Regions from separate parts of the Sus scrofa genome. Here region 1 is linked to region 2. The links are chromatin contacts, called in public Hi-C maps. All regions are on one chromosome and are shown on one strand. Each heading gives the region's core, a stretch centred on a gene start, on an enhancer-like site or on the middle of the called end of the contact. The rest is flanking DNA. Distances are from core to core; before and after follow the strand shown. Region 1 overlaps LOC106508308 (a long non-coding RNA gene). Region 2 overlaps LOC110255448 (a long non-coding RNA gene).

The links. A called contact is a pair of places that touch in the nucleus more often than the background predicts.
Region 1: a contact with region 2 is called in a Hi-C map of skeletal muscle, with 2.3 times the contacts expected there. The contact joins two enhancer-like sites. A contact is called at or near these places in 2 of 47 Hi-C or Micro-C datasets (embryonic fibroblasts and skeletal muscle) and 1 of 2 datasets of contacts at active chromatin or transcription factors (skeletal muscle).

Annotation. Positions count from the first base shown.
Region 1 is chr9:48,810,757-48,815,063 of Sscrofa11.1, reverse strand. All of the region lies in intron 1 of LOC106508308 (a long non-coding RNA gene), which reads right to left. Among named protein-coding and RNA genes, the nearest start is that of MIR9804, 180 kb to the left of the region's middle. Within about 2 kb of position 2,398, at least 27 of the 83 cell types and tissues checked have an H3K27ac peak or open chromatin away from gene starts, as enhancers often do. A contact at or near this core is called in skeletal muscle, where this site is marked.
Region 2 is chr9:48,666,229-48,670,498 of Sscrofa11.1, reverse strand. The region is part of intron 1 of LOC110255448 (a long non-coding RNA gene); the gene reads right to left. Among named protein-coding and RNA genes, the nearest start is that of SORL1, 230 kb to the right of the region's middle. Within about 2 kb of position 3,003, at least 58 of the 83 cell types and tissues checked have an H3K27ac peak or open chromatin away from gene starts, as enhancers often do. A contact at or near this core is called in skeletal muscle, where this site is marked.

The sequences.
Region 1 (4,307 bases), core at 1,149-3,648, 150 kb before region 2:
TTTGGTTCTGTAAGTTCAGCTGATGTGTTCGGTTCCATCAGATAAGTGAGGCAGGAGGCAGAAGCCCTGGACAGCAAATGCAGAAGCAGCAACTCCCCACTTCCCTCCTGCAGCCTCAGGCCTGTGAGCAGGAGTTCTCTTCTCTGGGATCCCCTTTCGGCCCAGCCTTGCAGCTGTCTGCAGCTGTGTGCCTTCCAGCTCCTCACAGCTGGCTTTGTAAAGCGAGATGGCTCTCTCTGAGGCCGTTTACCAGAAGAGATTGCTTTGACTGTGCAATGTGTTAAACAGGATTCTAAAAGCAGCTGTTACATGAAATGAAATGCCACGTGACATGGAAAAGGTGTGCTCAGCCCAATGCCCCACTCGTGGTAGATGCTGGTCCCATGAGGGGCAGATTTCTCCTTCATTTCTTTGTCTCTCCTACTTTTTCTTCCCCTTATTTATTTATTTATTTGCTTTTTAGGGCCACACCTTCAGCATATGGAAATTCCCAGGCTAGGGGTTGAATTGGAGCTGTAGCCGTGGGCCTACGCTACAGCCACAGCAACGTGTTATCCGAGCCATGTCTGTGGCCTACACTGTAGTTCATGGCAACACTGGATTCTTAACTCACTGAAAGAGACCAGGGATCAAACCCGTGTCCTTAATGGATACTAGCGGGGTTCTTTACCACTGAGCCACAATGGGAACTCCCCCCATTTTTTAAAGTTTTTTTGACATATAGTTGATTTACAATGTTGTGATAATTTCTGCTCTACAACAAAGTGACTCAGTTATACATACACACACAGCCATTCTCTTTCAGATTCTTTTCCCACATAAACGATTACAGAATAGTGGGTAGAGTTCCCTATGCCAGACAGTAGATCTCTGTTGGCCAATCATTCCATATACTTCAGTGTGCATATGCTAATCTCAAACTCCCAGTCCATCCCTCTACCCACCCCCCTCCCACTGCCACCTGTCCCCTTTGGTAACTGTGAGTTTGTTTTCAAAGTCTGTGAGTCTGTTCCTGTTCTGCAAGGACCTTCATTTGTATCGACTTTTTAGATTTCATGTATAAGCAGTAACATATGATGTGTGTCTTTCACTAACGTCACTTAGTGTGAAAATCTTTAGGTCCATCTCTTCTACTTTCTATTTGTGCTGAGATGCAGAACAGTTCGAAATACTGTAAAAGCCTTTTCCCCCTGATGGGGAGGTGGCGGGGGGGCATCCAGACATTTCATCCCACATGCTCATCTGTGCTTTTGTGGTGCTTCCATGCATGGGGGCCCGAGTTTGAGGCACAGTAGGGCTAATGCACCTGCAGTTCCCTGTGCACGTACATAAAGCAAGCCCCAGAGCACTTCCCTAATATCAGTGCATTTCCCTATTATCCATCAGGTATATGCCACACTTGAAGTTCAAGACCTTGGAGGAAAAGAAAGGGCTTAAGGGACTTTTCCTCCTAAAAACAGGCTGGGAGTTAAGTTTCAAGCTTTTATGAGATAGACTGCATTGGGTTCAAGATAATAACCCAATTAGAAGTAAGTCCCAGCGCAAACACCACAAACAATAGTTCCCGCTGTATTCTATTTTCATTTAAGTCAGAAGCTTTGCTTTCACGGCTGTTCTTATTGATACATACTTCAACTCCTGACTCTTGGTTGCTTTGAGTATGAACTTCACATGCCTAAACTCTCAAGGCATAAACAATGAGGCTTGTTGTTATTGTTTAAAATGTTTAAAATGCTATAAACTTCCAACCTGCCTGTTTTTGAAGGTTAAGTTCACATCTTCATCAGGTTGTTTGTTCAGAGCTCTGTAATTCTAAGGGACAGTGGTGGGGAAATTTGAAACATTCACTTTTATTATATTAGTTCCTTCCACTCCTTTCCCCCATTTATTCATCCTCCTGGGACTTCAGGCTATGGTTTATTTGCACTTTCTTTTCCTCTGACCCTTCCCTCTATCCTTTCTTCCCTCTTTCCTTTCTTCTTCCTTTCCCTCTTTCTTTATTCCCTCCTCCTTTCCCTTCCCTTCCTTCCTGCTCTTTCTTACCCTCCTGTTTCCTGATTACTGGCTTCTGTGTCAAGACACAGCCTCCCTTCTGCCAGATCGCATAAATATCAGGCAGCCTGCTCTCTGTACCTCCGTGCAACACCTTTGTCCAAACTGTGCTTTCCCTCCGATTTAACTCCTTAAAAGTAGCGGAGCTCAGGGTGGCGGAGAGACCCAGGCATGAGGGAAGATTGAGACAAAAGAGCTTGTTTGGCAAAGTCACAGGCACCCCATCCGTAAATCTCACCAAAGCCCTTTTCAAATCTGGAATGATTTTCCTGCCGCTGAGGAAGGTCCAGTTGTTGAGCTGTTCCTTCCTGCTTCCACGATCCTCCCCCAGCCTAACCCCCACTCAGCCTCCCTCCTTCGCTGAGCAGAGACACAGAGAGCAGAGGCACTTAAAAGAAGGACATGAATAACGTAAGAAAGGAGCGGAAAACCTAAGGGAAAACAATAGCACATCCTGCAATTTTGGAGTCAAGTACAGAACGCAGAAGCAAGGGAGTTAATATTTTCCCCGCTTTACAAACCCCTTGTCTTTCTGAGCCCCTGGGTGCTGGCCCACTCCCCAACCCGGCCGTGAATTCTGTTATCCCTCCTTGAGCCCCAGCCTGGCTTGGATTCCACCTACATTCCTTCATGGCCCTGGTGGGGAGGGGGCGTGTCAGGGGCTCAGGGGAGGGGGAGGCAGGGCAGACCCTGGGGATCGTCCCCCCATCACTGCTCTGCACCACAGCTATGTCGGTTTTGAAGTCCGCCCAAAGTCGCAGAGCAGAAATGCCTGAATCTAACACTGCTTCCCTCACCACACTCTCAGCCAAACGTCCTTGGCTTTTCAGGAGACCAAACCTCTTGGCACCATTGAGCCTTGATGTTTTGCATTCTTTTTTCTTATATATTTAACCCTCCACTTGCCCTTCTCTGACTAAAGCTTCATTGGTTACCCAAGTGCCTTCCTTCCTGGCAAGAGATCCTTCCTTCTTTCCTCCCTTCCCTTCTTCCCTCTCTGCCACCAACTTTTCTTTCTTTACATTTTTGACTTTTTCGGGAGGAGGGAAGAGAAAGCAACAGAGGAGCCCTTGGAAAGTCTCCCCAGGACATAGCATCTCAGGAGTGTTTCCAAGGTGGGCTGGTGGGGTGTAGGGGAGGCAGCACAGGTGATGACAGTTCAGCTGCTCTGCCCGGAGAACAGAATTCTCTTTCCCTGCTGCTCTGCAATTCCCTTTGGCTGTACTGATTGAAGTCGCCTCAGAAAGCTACAATCTGATCCTTGTCTCCAGGCTTGTCCCAGGCTCTGGCACTGAACACAGTCTTCAAGTGTTGCCCCTTGAGCAGCAAAATGGGCTTATTGTCGAGTTGTCCCCTTGTGCCCTTACAAATGCCCTTCTGGGGACCTTCTCTTGGCCAGTGTCTACTGTGGCCAAGTCCCTTTGCTTACTGCCAGCTAGAACTGGTGTTAATTTTTTAAAGTTTAGATGCTTTTCATAGCTTTGCCTCCACTTTTTAACCAGCCTGGGTTTCTTTCCACCAGGAAGTCCAGTGGACTTGCCAAAGTGCACACACTTAGTGAGGAGCAGAACAGCTGTAAATACTTATATATGCACCGGTTGTTGGAACCCAGGCTGTGTCTCAATGAAGATAATGAATCAATTATTGAAAGTAAACCAGCAAATGGGATTTTACACAGGTATTTTTCCCAAAAAACTACCTGTTGCGAAATCATAGTATAGGTCCAGTCTTTTGTTTGTTTTTGGCTTTTTTTTGGTTTGTCTGCTTTTGTTTTGTCATCAAAAAGTTGAATTTGCCATTCTTCAATGCTTTCAGAACTGAATGGAGATTGCGATGTTGCAGTCCTTATGTGTGACCATTTTATTGGAAACTGTTAGTGTATTTATGAATTATGTCTCAGATTTCTGTCATTGGCTCCCTTTCTAGATCAAGACCAAAGGAAACCTCGTGCCTGTTTGTCTAGATTAGGGGAAGGTAATTGCTGCAACCCACAGTGACTAAGGAATTTGGTTTTACCCTTAGAAGTAGCGTTTATCACAAGCTGAATAACTTGAGTTCAATCTACTGTCAGAGTCCACCAATTGCCAGGGTTGGGTGCTGAGAACCAGACAAGGCAGGAGAAAGAGGAAAGGCCTCTCTGGAATGCTCAGTTATTGCAATAAAGACTCTTCTAAGAAACAATAGAACCAATAGTGCCCTTTACTGGAACAAGAACTGAAGACACAAAGAGGAGATAAGGTTGTCCTAACACACGA
Region 2 (4,270 bases), core at 1,754-4,253:
TTCATCATCCTGAACTAATCCTTGGGCCACTGGGGAAATGGCTCTAGAATAACTCACTTAGGGAGAGTGGAGAATCTGGTCCCTTGCATTTAACTGAGGATGGGGAGGTCCCAAAGAGTGGAGACTCGTGCCCTTTCATGGAATGTCAGAATGAGAAGAGGCCTTGGAGGTCATGTCCAGGGGAGAGAACTCAGGCTCAGAGAAATGCAAGTTCTCCTTCAAGGTCGCACAGTGAACTTTTGACCCTGATTCTTATCTGCTATAGCAACATCTGGGCTCTTGGCCTCTCTTGTTCCCCATGACTTATGGTCATTGACTCAACCTACAGGCATCGCAGATCCCAAAGTATTCAAGGCAAACCTAGTCTCCGAAACCTCACCTCAAAGGATGAGCCAGTGACTGTTCCTTGCCCACACAGGATGGAGTTATTTCAGAGGGTGCTTGTTGTCCCCAGTGGGGAAAGACTGAAGCAAAGAGCACCTTAAACAGTCCCAGGGAGGCTGGCAAGAGCAAAGCCCTGGGCCTCACTCCGCTAAGACATAGGATGGCTCCATGTTCACTTTACCATCTACTTAATTCTAAACCGGACACTGAACTTTTCCAGGGCCCACTTGCCTCACACATAAAAACAGGTCACCGCAGAGCACTTATCACATGATGGCCATTGGCAGGCACAAATCCCATTTGGAAATATAAACAATAAATGAGGGCCCTCTGGGTGGGGGCAATTCTCATTTTCAACTGAGTATATGCATTTATTTAAACCAGCAAAACTCCTCAGGAAGTAATTGTTCTTTCCAAATTTCTTGGAGGCAACCATGCCACAGATTTGTGATCCTTGGAGAGTTTCACTGAACAGGGGAAGTGGCAGGTGGAGATGAGGTGGCTGGCTCAGTGATTGAAGGAAGAGCTTCAATCATCACTGAGGAGCCAGCGGTCTTAACAGAGAAATTCCAGGCTTGCACTTGAACTGCAGTTCAGACCTTGGCTGGACTCCTTAACTTTTTGTACCATGAGGAAGTTGGGATAGAATCACAGTGATTTTTTTTTTAATTTCCATATGTACAGTACAATCACCTGGGGGAGACTAGGGATTCAAATTATGATGTCCATCTCCCACTCCATTTCCGTTCTGATTTCAACATCTGTGGGGTAGTGTCCAGACAATTCCTAAATAGCCAGGGCTGAGAATCCCTGGATCATAGAATCTCCAAAAGCTGATTCTCAGAAGGGAATAAAGGTAGTGTGGCAGTAGAGAGGAATACCAGAATTTCTCAACCACCCTTAAATATACAAAAACCTGGTAAAGCAGCATGCCATAGAAGTTCTCCTGTGGTAAGGGATCTGGGGTTGCCACAGCTGCAATGCAGACTGTAATGGCAGCCCTGGGTTCGATCCCTGGCCCGAAACTTCCACATGCAGGGAAAGTAGCCAAAAAAAGAAAGAAAAAACAGAAAAAAATATCATGAGTATCATGCTCACTTGTTGGGCTGATTTCCCCAAGCTGAGCAACTGCTGGGATCCAGGTGTGGCTCTGACCACTGACAATCAGCATCTCCCCAGCAATCTGTGCATTTTTCAAACTGAGAGAAAAATGACCAGCAGCTTGGACCCCTAAATATTCTGGAAGTGTTCAGCCAACTGTATGGAGGTCCCATCACCCCTCCTGGGTCTAATCCGGGCAGCGCAGTGGCCACTGGAGCAGGCAGGAGGGGAGCAGGGTCCCAACCACATCTAACAAGATGGCCGATCAGCCTGCCTGCCTGACGCCAGCACTAGCCACCAGCCCCCAACACGCAGGACATGAAGCATCTGCCAGGCGGGTGCCGGCTTTTGATCAGCAGCATGTCGAGCCAGAGACCTGCAGGGAAACGGCCAGCCTCCCGGGGCCGGCCGGCTGGAATCTCTCTGTCCCCTTGAGAGAGGGGCTTGAAGGATCTGAACAGATTTAAAAGTGGGGTGCAGGCAGAGGGACGGGGAGCGAATGAGGGCGGCTGTCTCCTAATACCAGGTTACTCCCTCTCCTCTAAGGAAAGCATGACACCCTTTCGGTTCCAGTGATTGGAGCAGGATTCCTTGGCTGCCTTAGCACATGGGGCTACTCTGCTCCTGAGATCTGAGAGTCCTTCAGCCTCTGCTGTAAAACCTGAGACCTCCAGAGCGGGTGCCTGGTTTCCCAGCTATCAAGGCACCAGGGTGTGGCAGTGACCAACTGCAGCAGGGCTGTTTACAAGACACTTGAGGCCCCTGGCCAGAAGCCTTCAGGACGTCCTGCGTTTTCTAACTGGGGCCTTCAGCTGATAGCTTTAGGAAACCCCCATCTGTGTCCTTAGCATGGAGGCTGGGGCTACCCGTCAAAGCCTTGTGTTAAAATACAGGCCCCTCCTCTCAGCCCCCTTCCTGAGCCACCAGGCCAAGTGCAAGCAGAGGTCCAGCCACAGGCAGATAGCATGTGTTTTGTGTCTCACAATAGCAGCTACGTGACTTGAAGGGCTCTTCTCTTAGAAAACCAAATGCCCACCAGTTTTGCTTATTTGCTCTAACCTTCAAAGAGCCCAGAGGTCCTTTCCTAGTTCAACAAATAAATCCAGTTCCATTCTAGCAGACTCTGACCCACAAGTTCTATTGTTACGCCTTCCCTGAATTTCCCCTGTTCCATCCCTCTCAGCACTTCAGCCCCAGGCAGCTAACCCTTCTTTCGTTTGGGGGATAAATCAAACTCTGGGGGTTTTTTTTGTGTGTGGGTTTTTTTTTTTTCCCCCTAATTCTTTCAAAGCGTAAGGAATGTTGACACCCCCTGAAACATGCCTCTGATGTCTGGTTAGACTTCAGACGGCTGTATTTGAACGCGTGCTGACGCAATCGGGCAGATTGGGTTAAACCAAATATTACAATTGCAAGAACTCATCTGGAACTAATAATTTTGAGGCCACCGAAAGTAAAAGGGCCCAGCTTTGGGGCGGCCAGCGGCAGAGGCCAGGCCAGGCCGATGCTGCCACCTGCCGTGGGCGCAGGGAACAGGGCGCGCCGCCCCGGCCTTCCTGTTTTGTTCAGAACGCACTGGCTCCCACGCACACACGTTCCGCAGCCAGCCAGACCAGGGTTATTTTAAAAAGCTAGCACCTCTCCCCAGCCCTCGGTGTAAAGATAGCTGGTCTGGCCGCCCTAGCTTTGCTCTGGGGGGAAAAAAAAAAAAAGACAACCTCCCAATTACAGAGCCAAGGCTGGCTACAAAGGCAGTTGCACTTGGAGCCGGATGAAACATGTGCCCTTGGATTGAACAGATCATGTGTTAGTGGCTCACTTAGGAGAAAGGCTCGTTCAAGGAAGAATTTTTATTTTGTGGGGGATGAAGAGAACGCACAACTCTGGGTTATGTCGGCACACTGCTGAACTGCAAGTCACATGCCAGATCCAGAAATGATGAAAACATCTGTTTTCGCTTTAGACCAGCAAGGCTCTGGCGGTGGGGAGGGGCGAGGGAGGGAAGGGCTGGGTTTGCTCACCAGCGCCATCTGCTGAGCCTGGTGTAGAAGCGCCTGCGTCCCAAGCACAATGCAGGTTGCCACTCACCCCAAGAGGAGGGGAGATCAACAGGTGGGGGGAGCGGGGGTCTCTGCCCCGGTGATCACTCGCCTTGGAGGATAGCCCTGATTTTGCCCTGGGGACTGTGCAATTCCGTATTGCCTCGGAGTGTTCACAACAAAGAGCTTTGTCCCTGGGGACTGCTCTGGGGCAGAGGAGGAGGAGGAGAGGGAGGCAGCAAATGAATTCCCAGGTTGAGAAGGAAGGAGGTAAAGGGGGAGGAGAGTAGCTCGTTGGTGGTTTGCAGACAGTAAAATTTGCTGTTCTTTCTGGCTGAAATCTACCAGAACAAAGAAACAGCACCGTGTCTCTCGGAAAATTCCCAGCTGCACTTCTCCCAGCCTTCCCTCTTGCCTGTTATGGTGGCTTTCACTCTGCATGTGTGAGAATGTTCCAATAGTCACAGAGATCATTCCCGACAGGCCAGGGTGGATTAAGCCTTGAACGTGAAATCCACCCAGCCTCCTATGAATGGAGGGCTGGGGGTGGGTTCTGAACAGGAGCCATCCTGACAGCCAAGCCACTGCCTTTTTTCAATGTTCAGCAAATATTTACTGCCTGCCTGCAAGGTGCCCGGCACTCACTCAGCACAACTATTTGTCATAAAGTTTTAAAAACAATACAAATATGTCAGAGGAAAATGTATGTTTAATGTCAAGTGATAATGACAGCTGTGAGTTTAGAA